2 separate regions of the Mus musculus genome follow, and region 1 is linked to region 2. The links are chromatin contacts, called in public HiChIP or PLAC-seq maps. All regions are on one chromosome and are shown on one strand. The core of a region is the stretch at or near the end of the contact, and the rest is flanking DNA. Distances in the headings are between cores, read along the strand shown.

Region 1 (6,760 bases), core at 3,418-5,917, 310 kb after region 2:
TGCTTCAAGGTATCTCTTGAACAGAGCTCAGGTTGTCAGCACTAATATAACTCCTCTAGTTTTTTGCTATCAGTCTGTTCGCATCAGGTTAATTTTTTTTTTTTAACCTGGACTTGCTATTGCCCGGCTGACCTGGAAATTGCTGTATAGCTGATGAAGACTTTGAACATGTGATCCTCCTACCTATCTATCCCAAGTACTGGATGTAGAGGATTATTACCTGGTTTTGAGACAGTTGCTCAAACCTAGGGCTTCATGGGCAGCAGGCAAGCGACTCTATCAGATGAGCGTCAAACCCAGGCCCATGCTTATTTTTTCAAGGCAATGCTCCAACTCTAAAACCCTATGAGCAATGTCTGTAGATTTCACCTTGAAGCCATCATCAACATGTAGATAGACCACTTTTCAGTTCATTTTAATTGCAATTTGTGGTGCATAGCATAGAGAGTTAAGTCTGGTCCCTTCATCATCAGTTGGCATTTAATGGAAACCGTAGGACTGGGAATTGCTGAGGCAATTAGGACGATCTGGGATGTTGTACTAGGTAAGGAGGAATTTCTTTAAAGACAAACCCACACTTCAGAAGTCATACAAAAGCCACCTTGGTAACAGGAGCCATGAAGACTAAGGATGTTAACATCAATGGCAGTTCCAAACTGCCATTGCAAACACATTGCAAACACAAACATCAATTTGCAAACAAACCATTCAAGCAAAGACTGAAGTTGCCCATTAGGCAACTACACTGGCTGGTCATCAGAGAGCGAGGTAAGCTGCAAAAGATCAGAGCATGCTGAGTCATTAAAAATGTGTTTGCTTTTTAGTGGCTGGCCTTTTAAGAAATAACAGGCCATTTGAATTGAGTTCAGAGAATTCTGCTTTAGCAAGTCTTGCTACATGCATAGGCCTGCAGACATGGTCTTGGCTTGCTGGACAGCTTGCCATTAGCAGCTCTTGATAGGAAGGGTGGAGCAGGAAATATTTTTAAAATGGCAAAATCTTGTGCTATTGCCGGTTACTCTCTTGCCCTGGTGGTCTCGCCACCTCTATGGCTAGTCCCATGTAGTGATTGCCCATCTTGTATGGTTCTTTTGTTGCAGATTCTGTTTACATTTTCAGCCCTGGTAAAATCAAAACTCTAGAGGCTTGTGATTGATTTCTCAGTCAGATTTATATTAGTAAATTCTCAACCCACAAAATGCCCACACAATAAACTCAAAACTCAGTTGATATACACATAAGCTGTACACCTAGAAGGGGCAAATGCATCCTATTGTTATTTAATCATCTACCTAAGAAATCCCCAATACTTACGGCTCCCAGGACTGTGTGGTTCTGGCTCCTCTTCCTCTCCTATAGGTTCCGTCTTATCTCTTCTACTCCTTCCTTTCTTCCTCCCCTGTCTCTCTGCCCTTGTCTCTAAAATTCTTAGCCCACTTTCCTTTTCCACTGACCAATCACAGGCTCTTGCCTTATCTTGTGCCTGCCCTCACCTGGATATAGACAGCAATTTACATTTCCCCTTCTGTCCAGGTATGTCCTCTCAAATATAAATTGAACACAACTATTACCATTTTGTAAATTATAAAGTATAAGATATACCTAACATCTAGTCTATTATCTTTGACAGTTAAATAGAACACTGTTATCTAGCCTAACTTAAAAAAGGCTTATAAATCTTTTTTGTCTTTGTTTTAGCTTGTATATTATCTGAAAACTATCTTCTTAAATATATATTTTTCAATGTTAAATAGTCTGCATTGGCTATGAGATTATAACTAGTCTTTCAACCCCATCAGAAATCTGAGAACAACTGACATTATTTGAATATACAGCAAGTCTAACACAGCTTCTAGAACTGAAGCAAATTGTAGAGGCAGCTGTCTACCTATACAGCCCCAGTAAGTCAGAAGTTGGAGCATAGTCTTTAGCCTTCTGACCCAGAATATTTGGACAGATCTTGAAAAACAGGAATTATTAAGGACTAGCTTAATCTGTCTCAGCAGAACCAAGCTGTCCTAACCTGTAACTTGTGTCCTTTCAAGGACAGTATAGGTCTGCAGGAGAGATAGGCAACTTTTGCCCAGTGGCCACCTAGCCATAATGTATCACCTCACCTGGAGGTAAGATGCTCTGCTGCTTCTGTGAATCTATGAATAGGGAGCTGTTAGGAGCAGATATGTCTCAACAACAAGTGAATAAATAACATTAGATGTCACATTTTGTGGATTTCTGACATTTTTGAAAACTATCTATGTAAAGTAATCTGAACTTTTGTCTGTTAACTACCCTCAGCTATTTATAATTAAAATATTTGAAAATACCCTTACAATAAACTCAGAGCCATGAATTTGCTATCTGGTCCTTAATTCATAGGCTTAAACATCTTAGATCAGTTTGTAATGGCATTTATAGAAGGACTGGGTCTAAGTCTAGTACTTTAAAATTTTTTCTATCAATAGAAGAAATTTATACAAAAGAAAGCCTTGATTTTGTATCAAAGTAAATTTTGTATCAAAACAAGAAATTATGACTTCAACTTAGAAATTATTGTAAAGATTTCAACCAAAAGAGATTATGGCTGTATAATCAATTTTAGCTATTTCCTCCCTGTTCAAATTATGAACATTTTAAAATTCCCCAGAAAGACAACTAGGATAACCACCTCTAGATTCCTAAGTCTAGGGAACTGGGCAATGACTCTATAACTTCTTCAAGCTGAGTATGGATGTTGAGATATCTTTGAAGGGGGAAAGGATAGGGAAAATGGGGGAGTTGGTTGCCTTAAGAAGGCCACACCAATGATTGTTTTAATCTCTGATATCTGTGTCCTGACTGGATCTAGCTGAAGTTCAAGAGATCTGGAGGGTAAGTAATCAGTTTAATATGACTTACTATGAGACATACCAAGGCTGTATATTCTGTAATATATAAATCTTAAAACAAAATTTTAGTATCATCAAGATATCTGTATGCATTGTATTAGTTTGTGTAGGGTGTTCAGACTAGCTAGGATGAAATTTTGCTCTAATCATAAGTCTTCATTCATGCCATGTGAAGGATGGCACAAAGAATTTGTTTGTTTGTTTGATTCACCTGAATCTATTTTTGGGTGGTCTTCCCCATCATATCTGATTCATATAACTATGGAAGGTGTATAGATACTAATCACTTTTTCTAAAATCTTTATTCCAAATCAGCATATCCTTCAATTGGCAACCAGGAAAGCTTGTATTTTTCTCTCTCTTCTAGAGGAATAATAAAACAACAAAAAAACTATATTCTCTCTTTCTAACTATAAAAACAATTTAATCACACTTCTATTAATACCTGTTAATAAGAAGCAGGCAGCTAGTCAAACCAGGATTTTAACCCAAAATTTCCGTGGAGCCCACGAACAAAGAACAGAGTTTCCTGTAGACTTTAATATATCATTTATATGTTATGTTCTCTATCTGAAATCAGACTTCCACTTATTAATTCTTTTTATAGAATCTATCTGTTATATTCTCTACCTGGAGCCACAGACTTCTATCAATACCTGTTTATTGCAGGCAGTTATCACTGCTCTCTACTTGGAGTCAGTGACTAATTTTCCCTATTCTAGTTCTGAATTGTAGGTGAAATTTCCCATATGATTTGGACAAAATCTGTATATATCTACCTTAAAAACAAATAATCCTAATTTTATAAATTTATAGTTAAATCAATATCTGTCCCAAGAAGTAGGCAGCTTCTATTCAACCATCAGAGCAGCCATCTTGCTTCTTTTCACAGCAGGGGACCTTAGAGCCCTCTTTCTTTGGTTTAAGGTTCCTGTGCCTGACGCATTATGTGACCCAACTCTGTTTTGATTTGGTCACCCAGACTAAATCTCTAACTCTTAGGCTAAGAATCACAAATTTTTTAGTAGATTTCTGCCCCACATTAGGCGCCACCTGCAGTGGGAAATATTTAAAAAGGCAAAATCTTTCGCTATTGCTGGTTACTCTCTGGCTCCTATGGTCTTGCCACCTTTATGGGTAGCTCCATGTAGTGACTTCCCATCTTGTGTGGTTTTGTTGTTGCAGATTCTGTTTACATTGTCAGCCCTGGTAAAATCAAAACTCTAGAGGCTTGTGATTGATTTATCAGTCAGATTTATATTAGTAAATTCTCAACCCACAAAATGCCCACACAATGAACTCAAAACTCAGTTGATATAAACAAAAGCTATATCCCTAGATGGGGCATACACACCCTACTGTTATTTAATCACATACCTAAGGAATCTCCAATATTTATGGCTCCCAGACCTGTGTGGTTATGGCTTCTCTTCCTCTTCTATAGGTTCTATTTTTATCTCTTTTCCTCCTTTCTTTCTTCTTCCCCTGTCTCTCTGCCCTTGTCTCTAAATTTCTTAGCCCACTTTCCTTTTCCACTGCCCAATCACAGGCTCTCGCCTTATTTTGTGCCTGCCCTCACCTACTACATATAGACAAAAATCAACAGAAGGGGCTTCATTTATCTTCAGATCACTTTAGCTCTTACTGGTGGCTGGTGGGTTCAGAGTTGAAGAAGTTAGAGTCATGCATTCCAGAGCATCACAACTCAAGACAATTACACATGCTTCCCTATGTGACACTTGCAAATAGCAAATATGTAGAAGTCAAGCAGAAGATTTATATGCTTTTTGACCACAAGTACCAGTATCTGAGTATGTGTGTTTATATAGGTAGAGGCTTACAGGGTTGAGAGACACAGAAGTGAAAATATCTTTAGTTTCTATAGTGACTAATAGTGATTGTCAACTTGATAGGTTTAGAGTCATTTAGGAGACAAGCCTCTGGGCCTCACATAATCTGGGATTATTCAGCACATACTCATTGAAGTGGTGTAAGACCCCTACCCTCAGTCAGTGGTACTTACTTCGAGATGCCCATGAGTGAGACACCAAGATGCAAATCGATGCAAAAACAAGAGGTTTATTTTCTGGTGCATTGGGATTGATCTTCAATTAGTCCCTCAAGATAAGTGACTAGAAGGCGGCCAGTAATGGCTATTACAAACAGTTTTTATATTTTTTAGGGGTACATCTGCAAGGTTACAGTTCAAACTTATTGGCTAAGCATATTGACCTTTAAATCTATTGGCTAGCAAATATGACGTGCATTTGAACTCTACCTGGGACTTTCCAGAGGGTCAGGTGACCGTCAGTCAGTACATTCTGTGGTTTTTCTGAGAATGAGAATTGTTTACTCAAGAATGTTCCTGTGGGTGGAGAACAGAACTTGGCCTAGCCTTGACCCCAGGAAGGAGGAGGAATCTGTAAGGGGGGACAGTGTAAGTCTGGCATAAACCTTTAGGGTCCTTCAGTGGGAAGATCCACCATAAATATGGGTGGCACCATCCCATTGGGTCATAAAAATGAGACAGTGAGCTGAGTACAGACACACATCACTCTCTGCTCCCTGCCTGTGGATGCAGCGTGCCCAGCTGCTCCTAGCTCCTGCTTCCAGGCCTTCCTTGCCAGAAGGACTGTACCCTGAACTAAGAGCTGGAATTGCCCCTCCTTTCCTCACATTGGTTTGTCTTGTCAGGCATTTCATGGCAGCATCAGAAACCCTCTGCCTTTCCATCACTTTTTTATTCCTTCTGCCCAAGGCAAACTCTAATCTATTTTCTGTCTCTATGCATTTTATTTTTCTAGGCTTTTGTATGATAAAATCACATAGTATGTGGGCTATTGTATCTGTTTCCTTTCACTTAGCATAATGTTTTTGTGGCTCATCCATTAGACGTACTTGGAAGCAATATTACACCATTAATATACAATTTTATCTTTTTTCCTTTATCAGTGGCATGCTTGCTCATCTCAATAATGGCTGAGATTTGATCCCTCATTGCTAAAGCTAGCAGTTACTTTTTTTTTTTGCCTTTGTTCACCTTTTAAGAACTAGTAAAGGCTGAAATGAAATGAAATAGCTAAATAAATCATATCAAAAAGACAGCAATGGTGCAGGAAAGACCATTTGGCAAAAAAGCTGACTGCCCAGGCAGGGACTTGTTGAATATGTGTGAAAGTTAAGTTTCAGCACACATGTTTGATTTATAGATATTAGTGACAGTGCCACCCCTGCATTGAATTGAAGCCTTTAATGGACTCTCAGTGAGTGTTATTACCATTGTCTTCCGCATCCCTCAGATAGCAACAGCTACCTTTGTCTGAGTTCACATGTGTGCTAGACTTTGCAGTTTGGTTCCCACACATTTTCACTCTGTCCCTAGCTATGATTTGACTGTACCTTATCATTGCTATTAGTGTTTGTAGATGCAGGGTCTTATGAAACTCAGGCTGGCTTTGAATTCATTATGTAGTTGAGGATGACCTGAAACACCTTACCCTACTGTCTCCTCCTTTCAGGGTTAAGAACATAGGCTTCACCTCAAAGTTTTTGCAGACTTGTGGCTCCAGCCTGGGGCCTCACACTTGCTAGGCAATCAGTCTATCAACTGTTTCATCCCTAGCCTCAGTTTGCTTTTTATTTTATCATTATTTCTATTTCTCAGATGGTTTAAAGGCACTTTAAACCCTAAATGCTAGTCCAGCAGCTATCATGATGTATAGATAGATGCAGAGACAAAAGTGGATCACAGAGTGTCTATGTCTATGCATTAACTGTAAAGAGATCATACTGTGTAGAGCGAGTTTAATACCTAGTCTAATGCCTTGGGATCCACAGCCCAATCTCTCTGTTTCCTTACATATGAGACAAGCAAG
Region 2 (6,805 bases), core at 3,917-6,416:
CATGTTTCATCTGCATTTTTACTACTTTGAACTGAATGGTAGTCTTTTTTAGAAGACTGATGTCAGCCTGCCAGGTACTGTAATTCATTCTATCCTATTATATTATATATCAAGTAGGACAGTGAAAAATGTTTCCTTGCAGACTTGTAGTCCAGTTTCAGTTTCTTCTATTTTTATCCTTAATAACCACTGCAAATCAGTGTAAGGGTTTTTCTGGTAATTACAGCACTTTGTTAAAAGTTTGCAATTTTGTCAGCCATTAATAATACCTTTCTGTGAAGAAACCTTACTAAGTTAACCATTACTGGCTGAGTGGGATGTGAATGGAATGTTAGAAATGTTGTGTGAATTGAAGTTCTGTATTCATTATAGATATAGCCCTTATTTAAAACAGTGAAGTCCATATTCAGACTAGGAATGAAAGTAAGGTATTTCTCAGTTTGTGCAAAAGTGGAGCTTTACTTTGTTTATTTGAAAAGCAGGAAAAATTATAGCAATCTGTCATTTTACCTTAAATGGACAAGCCTGGGCATCACAAGTACTTCCAGGCTTCCCTGGGATATACCAAGACATGGAGTTCAATTTTGCTTTTCTGTGGTTGTGAGTATAGATGCTGGAATTGGGGTTTGACGGTGTGATGGCTGCTGACAAGAAGCCAGAACTCCCATTCCTGAGGGACTTGAGACTGAGGACCACGTTTCATCTCCCTTCATGCCGTGTTCTGTCTCCTCTGTCCAAGTTGACTAAGGATGTTCTTGGTTGTTTGGTTTCAGTTGGTGCTCTGAAGCTGAATCTCAGTGCCCTTTACTCGCAGTTGTCAAATTTTGATAAAACGTGCCATTTTCTTTGGTAAGAGAAAGCAGGTCTAATGTCTGCCAGAACACAATTTATATGCCGAATTATTGGCTCCATTAAACTTTTTAAAAACTTTAGCACTGGTTACTTTTTTCCATTGCATTCAATATGTAGCACCTCCTCACCTCATGAGTAGCGCTTCCTTCCCTACTGCCGCTCCTGTCCCTTCCTCCCTGGCCTGCCAGAGTAGAAGAACTGAGACCGGCCCATCAGTACAAAGGGAGGTGGTTTTTAATCTTAGCGTGAGTTAGTCTGATGAAGTTCAGAATCTTTTGGAAGTTTTTATTAGTTAAGATGCAGAACATCAAAGATGACCACATACTAGTGTAGTATTAGGCACTGACTTTGACTTTTTTACTTTCTTTTTTTTTTTTTGGACAGGTCTTTTTGTGTAGTTCATGCTGACTTCTAGCATTCGATCCTCCTGTTTCAGTTGCCTAAGTGCTATGGTTTACTGGCATGGTGCTTGCTTGGCCTTTTCAGCCGATCAAGAACAGAATGGGCTGCTCTTGAAGCTAAGCACTTGAGTATGGGAGAACAGAGTCTTTGTCATGAGCCAGAGTCTGATTCTTAACACAGTGTATCTCCTTAGTTCTGTCATTAACCTGACGGGGGTAGGCCAGGCTGAGTTCTCCACTGCAGTGTCCTGAACGTAGCTGAGAGGCTCACGAACTTTTATTACAATTTTTAATATCTTTTACAGCAAATTTCGAGTATCATCAATGTAGTTTACCTCATTGAAGTAATGACATACACCTTAAACCATAATACAAATAAATCATTGAAAATGCCAAAAAGACAACAGGGGCTTGTCTGTAATTTTTTGTTCTGGTCATCATGTCCCAGTAATTTTGATGTAATCACATAAAGTTCAGAGAGAAGGGATGGGCTAAACGTGACCAAAGGTGCAAGGTATCAAGGTTTTGAAATATCCTCTAGTTGGAGATCTGGGCAGCCTGGTTAGTGTTAGTAAAGTGCTGTAGTTCTGAATATGAATACTATCCACATAGAGGTATGTATTAGTGATATATTTGTATTAGATTATTTGTGGATTTTTAAAATTTTATTTATTTTATTGTTTTGAGACAGGGTTTCATGTAGCCAGGCTGACCTCAAACTTGTCTTGTAGCAGGGGATGAACTTGAAGTCCTGATCTTCCTGACTTCACCTCCTGAGTTCTGGGGTGACAGGCCTGTGCCACTGTAATGGACATTTTGTATTTTATTTTAGAGAGCATGGGAATCTTGAGAATTGATGCTGCTTGGAATCAAGTCATGGGAATCCTGTTTAAAATTCAGTGTTCCCCTGCTTAGTTAAAGGGGGTTCTTGAAACGAAGAAGCTCCTTCTCACACATGGAGTACTTGTGACGTCTCTTACGGTTCTGAGAGCTGTTTAGGTATAGAGCTGGTTTCGGTTACTTTTCCTGGAAAAGGGAGCGTCTGGCTAGAATAGTTGAGGTGTATGGCAGGCTTGCTTGCTATGACAAGGTCAGGGCTTTACTTTATGATGGGATCTGCTTGCTCTTTGTGAAATTAGTAGGCCGCAGCTTGTGCTAAGTGGTCCTTGAGGTTCCAGCCCAGGTGTTATCGTTTCATGGATGCTCTTCCAAGTGTCTGGTAGCTTTGCTTCCGTTGTTTGAGTGCTTCAGTAAAGATGAGAAGCTACAGAAATGTACTATATAGCTTGTTGTATGTTTTACTGATTGTTTTCCATAAGAATAGGGTGAAAATCTTTTCAGTTTCTTTTATGCAGGCCTCAACTTTTCATTATTAGTCATAGTGCAGTAGCAACTATTCTGGCTTAACCTTTATAAGAATCTTCTACAGGCCGGGCGTGGTGGCACACACCTTTAATCCCAGCACTCGGGAGGCAGAGGCAGGCGGATTTCTGAGTTTGAGGCCAGCCTGGTCTACAGAGTGAGTTCCAGGACAGCCAGGGCTACACAGAGAAACCCTGTCTCGAAGCAAAACAAAACAAAACATCTTCTACAGGTGAAATTAACCATTCAGGCAAGGAACAGGCTTACATCTGTAATCCCAGCATTGGGGAGACTGAGTCAGGAGGAGGAAGGATAATCACGAATTTGGAGCCAGCCTAGTCTATGATGGTGAGTTTCAGTCTGGCCTCAGCGACAAAGTGAGACCATGGCTCAATTAAATAAAAACAACCACAAAAAAAACTACCACACTATCAAAGCACCAATGCAGATAGACCCTCGCATTGCGGTCACTTGTCTGTTGCCATGTATCCCAGCCAGCAGTATGGGTCTAGGCTTCTTTGCAGCAGACCTTGGAGTTTTATTTTCACCTCTCCTATGAAGGAAGCTGATTTACTGGGTGATTTGTGTGTTTCAGTGCCTGGCTGGCTTCTAGCTTTTTACCTTTCCTGGCCCAGTTTCATCATTTCTGAATGGTAAAAAAGCCTCTGACTGTGGGGCATGTGGGCAGGTCATAGCACCACAGATTTAGCTGTTGGTGTTGTAGAATTCTGTGCTCCAGGTCTGGTGGCCAGAGGAAGTCCTGGACGCACGTTGTCTGCCGCTGCTTTGGAGAGTTCCGGCATAGGTATCAAGACAAGACACTCTGGACTCTGCAAGCCCAGAGTGGTGTTTTGTAGCCCGCCACAGGAAGGTCTTAAAGGTATGAGCTGTCTCAGCTCCTGGGGACCCAGTAGCCTCAGTATTTACTTTTGTACTTAGAATGCACATATCCGGGGCTGGTGAGATGGCTCAGTGGGTAAGAGCACCCGACTGCTCTCCCGAAGGTCAGGAGTTCAAATCCCAGCAACCACATGGTGGCTCACAACCATCCGTAACGAGATCTGACGCCCTCTTCTGGAATGTCTGAAGACAGCTACAGTGTACTTACATATAATAAATAAATAAATCTTTAAAAAAAAAAAAAAAAAAAAAAGAACCAAATCTAGCTTTAAAAAAAAAAAAAAAAAGAATGCACATATCCCTAAGTCCACCCAGGAATTGTAGTGGAGATTTGAGGAGATTCTTAGACCATTGCTCTCTGTTCTTGGGGTACAGTAATATTGTGTAGCTGCAAGTGTTTTAAGGTTGAATAGAACTGTGTGGGTTACGGAATACACTGAGTAAGTGCAGGAAGGCTTGCCTCTTGCTCATCTCGGTTTTTCACATTGTGGACCAATGATCTCCAGTGAAAAATAACTCCTTCAAGAAAGTCAAGAGTACATACACATGTTCACAGCTTCTACTGATAAGCCTCAGACTCGGCATTCACCTTTTTGGAGGATGGATTTTTTTTTTTTTTTGAGACAGGGTTTCTCTGTGTAGCCCTGGCTGTCCTGGAACTCACTCTGTAGACCAGGCTGGCCTTGAACTCAGAAATCCGCCTGCCTCTTCCTCCCAAGTGCTGGGATTAAAGGCGTGTGCCACTGCCCGACTGGAGGATGGATTCTGTAGTTTCCTGGGTACTTGCTGAACATGCTGTATGATGCCATAGCAACATCACCTTCATCGTGAGAACCTGGGTCCTGGACTAGTAACACCCAGCAATAACTAGGGTGGGTATGGATAGTTCCTGGATGAGGAAATAGATTGAAATGTGGTTTTAAAAAGCCAGATGATGGTGAAGCATGCCTTAATCCCACTCACTTAGTCCCAGAGGTAGAGCCAGGTGATCTCTGAGTTTGAGACCAGCCTAGTCTAGTTCAGGACAGCCAGGGCTACACAGAGAAACCCTGTCTCAAAACAAAACAAAACTCAAAAGTTTTCATAAAAGGTCCCCCCCCCCCCCACACACACACCTTGGGCCTTTAGATTGCTAAGAACTATAGAACATGTGTGATTAGAAGCATGGATTTGGGTTGGTGAGGTGTGGATGAAAATCCAGTTTTGCCCCTAGCTACTTACCTTCAGCCCTTCCTGGATCCTGTTACATGGTGAAGATGTCAATAGACACTTGGATACCCTCTGATGTGGGCATCTCAAATTTTCCTTGGTCTCTTGGATTCTGTTCCAGTTTCCAGCCTCCAATTCTAAAACACTCTTCTCTCCAATTTCATAGTTTCAACTTTGTGTATTAGAAGCAGCCTTTCTCAAGCTGTACCCCAGAAAAACTAGGTATTGTTTTCTTCTTAAAGATACTCAAAGCTCTGTAAGTAAAGAACCACCACTCGGGAGCTGCTGACAGTTCTGCAGAAGGGGTGTTGGGCTGGCCCCTTGCTAGGTTCTTTGTAGGTGACCATTGGCACTAGGCTCATCAGGCCCTAGGCTTGGAGGAAGCCACTGTGATCATTGCATTTCTCTGGGGCAGGCTTAATCACTGGGCTGGTCAGGAGGAAGTTGGCATTGCCACTGTCAGAGGCTGTGGTATGACTCACCCGATATGACCTGGCAGTGCTGTGTCTCCTGTGGTTTAAAACATTCCTGGATTCACTTCCTGTGATTGATTACAAGCATATAGAGACCAAAGGTTTGGGGCAGAACAGCATCTACTTCCCTGATCACTGAAGTCTTTGGCTTAAAGTCCTGGACTCTTAACTAAACCTGAGAATTGGCTGCCCTCGGGCCTAGGTCTCTGCTGACCATCCTGCCCCTGGAGTCCTTCCTTCAGGCGCTCTGCCCTAACCACAGGCAAGCTGTAGGTTACCCCCAGAGTGTTGCAGTGGAATTTTCCTGGCAGATGGTGACATGGGAAGGAGAGTTAAATCCAGAGAACCTGGAGCTAGGGCTTCAGGTCTGTGCATGCTCAGCCTGGCGCTCTTGTGGGTATGCTCTGTCTACTGAGCATTGCTCCCTTGCTTTTCTCGGCATAAAGGTGAATTAAATAAAAGGAAGTTCTGAGTCCTGACATTTGTTTTAATGTTTTTTAAATGACACTATACTTGGGGGTTTGTATGTACAGGTACAGGTGAGTTTCTGCTCTGCAGTTCATCTAGGGCAGGTCTTCTGGAGCCACACCTGCTATGAGGGAAACGGAATTAAGGTCAAGTCTGATGGATCCAGCAGAGAAGACTTGGTTCTAAACTGCACCAGCCATTGCAGTAAACTCACCAGGTCCTAGATACAGAAGCACAGTTGCAGCTCATTACTTTTTTGTTTGGTTTTTGGTTTTGCGAGACAGGGTTTCTCTGTGTAGCCCTGGCTGTCCTGGAACTCACTCTGTAGACCAGGCTGGCCTCGAACTCAGAAAACTGCCTGCCTCTGCCCCCCAAGTGCTGGGATTCCAGACGTGCGCCACCACTGCCCAGCCAACCAGCTCATCACTTTTGAAATCCTGTTATAGGCTGGATGCCCTACCTTTAAAGATCATTCACAAACATCTGTTCTTGCAAGCCAGTAACCAAAAGTACCATTTCAGGTGTGAAGGACGATGTAGAAAGTGCTCCTGCCTGATAGCATATCAGAGGGTCCTAGTGGATCCTTTGAGATGACTGTGGCACATTTCTCCAAGAGAGTTGAGGTGGACCATGTACCCAGATGAGAAGACTGGCTTGTTTATAGGTGTGTGTGGGAAGCATAATGAGACTATCACCATGAACAGGTTGCCTGTGTTTCTAGCACTCCCTCCACCTTCAGTACAGTGCTAGCTAGTGCCTGCTGGATCTAAACCCCCTTTTAAACCTATTCCTGAAGCTTCTACCTTCATTTGGGTTTCTAGAACCTTTGGAATGCCAGGAAACCCACGTTTCTGGGTATTTAATAACATGCTTGCATGGGGTACTGAGGGGACCAGTATCTGGAAGGAAAGGCTCCTTAACGAGGAAGATGCAGATTATTTCTACCACCCCCACACCCTCAGCTGGCCCTTCTGAGGCATGGCCGGAGTTACCACTTTCTGAGCCACTTGAGCCTTCCTTCTCTTACTCCAGTTGCATGTTCTAGTGCAAAATTCTAATTCCTGACTTTTGCATTTTGTTTTGTGACTTCCTTACTGGTTTACTGTTTTAATGTGTCTGCATAAACCTGGGTGGCTTTGT

What was found. HiChIP or PLAC-seq counts read pairs in DNA pulled down with a chosen protein or histone mark.
Region 1: a FOXA1 HiChIP or PLAC-seq map of pancreatic cancer cells shows a contact between it and region 2. The contact joins two enhancer-like sites. A contact is called at or near these places in 2 of 115 datasets of contacts at active chromatin or transcription factors (embryonic stem cells and pancreatic cancer cells).

The regions. Positions count from the first base shown.
Region 1 is chr16:9,171,429-9,178,188 of GRCm38.p6, forward strand. No RefSeq gene overlaps it. Among named protein-coding and RNA genes, the nearest start is that of Gm41418, 110 kb to the right of the region's middle. Within about 2 kb of position 4,668, at least 16 of the 459 cell types and tissues checked have an H3K27ac peak or open chromatin away from gene starts, as enhancers often do. A contact at or near this core is called in pancreatic cancer cells, where this site is marked.
Region 2 is chr16:8,857,270-8,864,074 of GRCm38.p6, forward strand. It overlaps 1810013L24Rik (RIKEN cDNA 1810013L24 gene), which reads left to right. Exons shown (of 4, transcript NM_001081400.3): 4 at 1-1,655. Among named protein-coding and RNA genes, the nearest start is that of Gm30310, 21 kb to the right of the region's middle. Within about 2 kb of position 5,167, at least 157 of the 459 cell types and tissues checked have an H3K27ac peak or open chromatin away from gene starts, as enhancers often do. A contact at or near this core is called in pancreatic cancer cells, where this site is marked.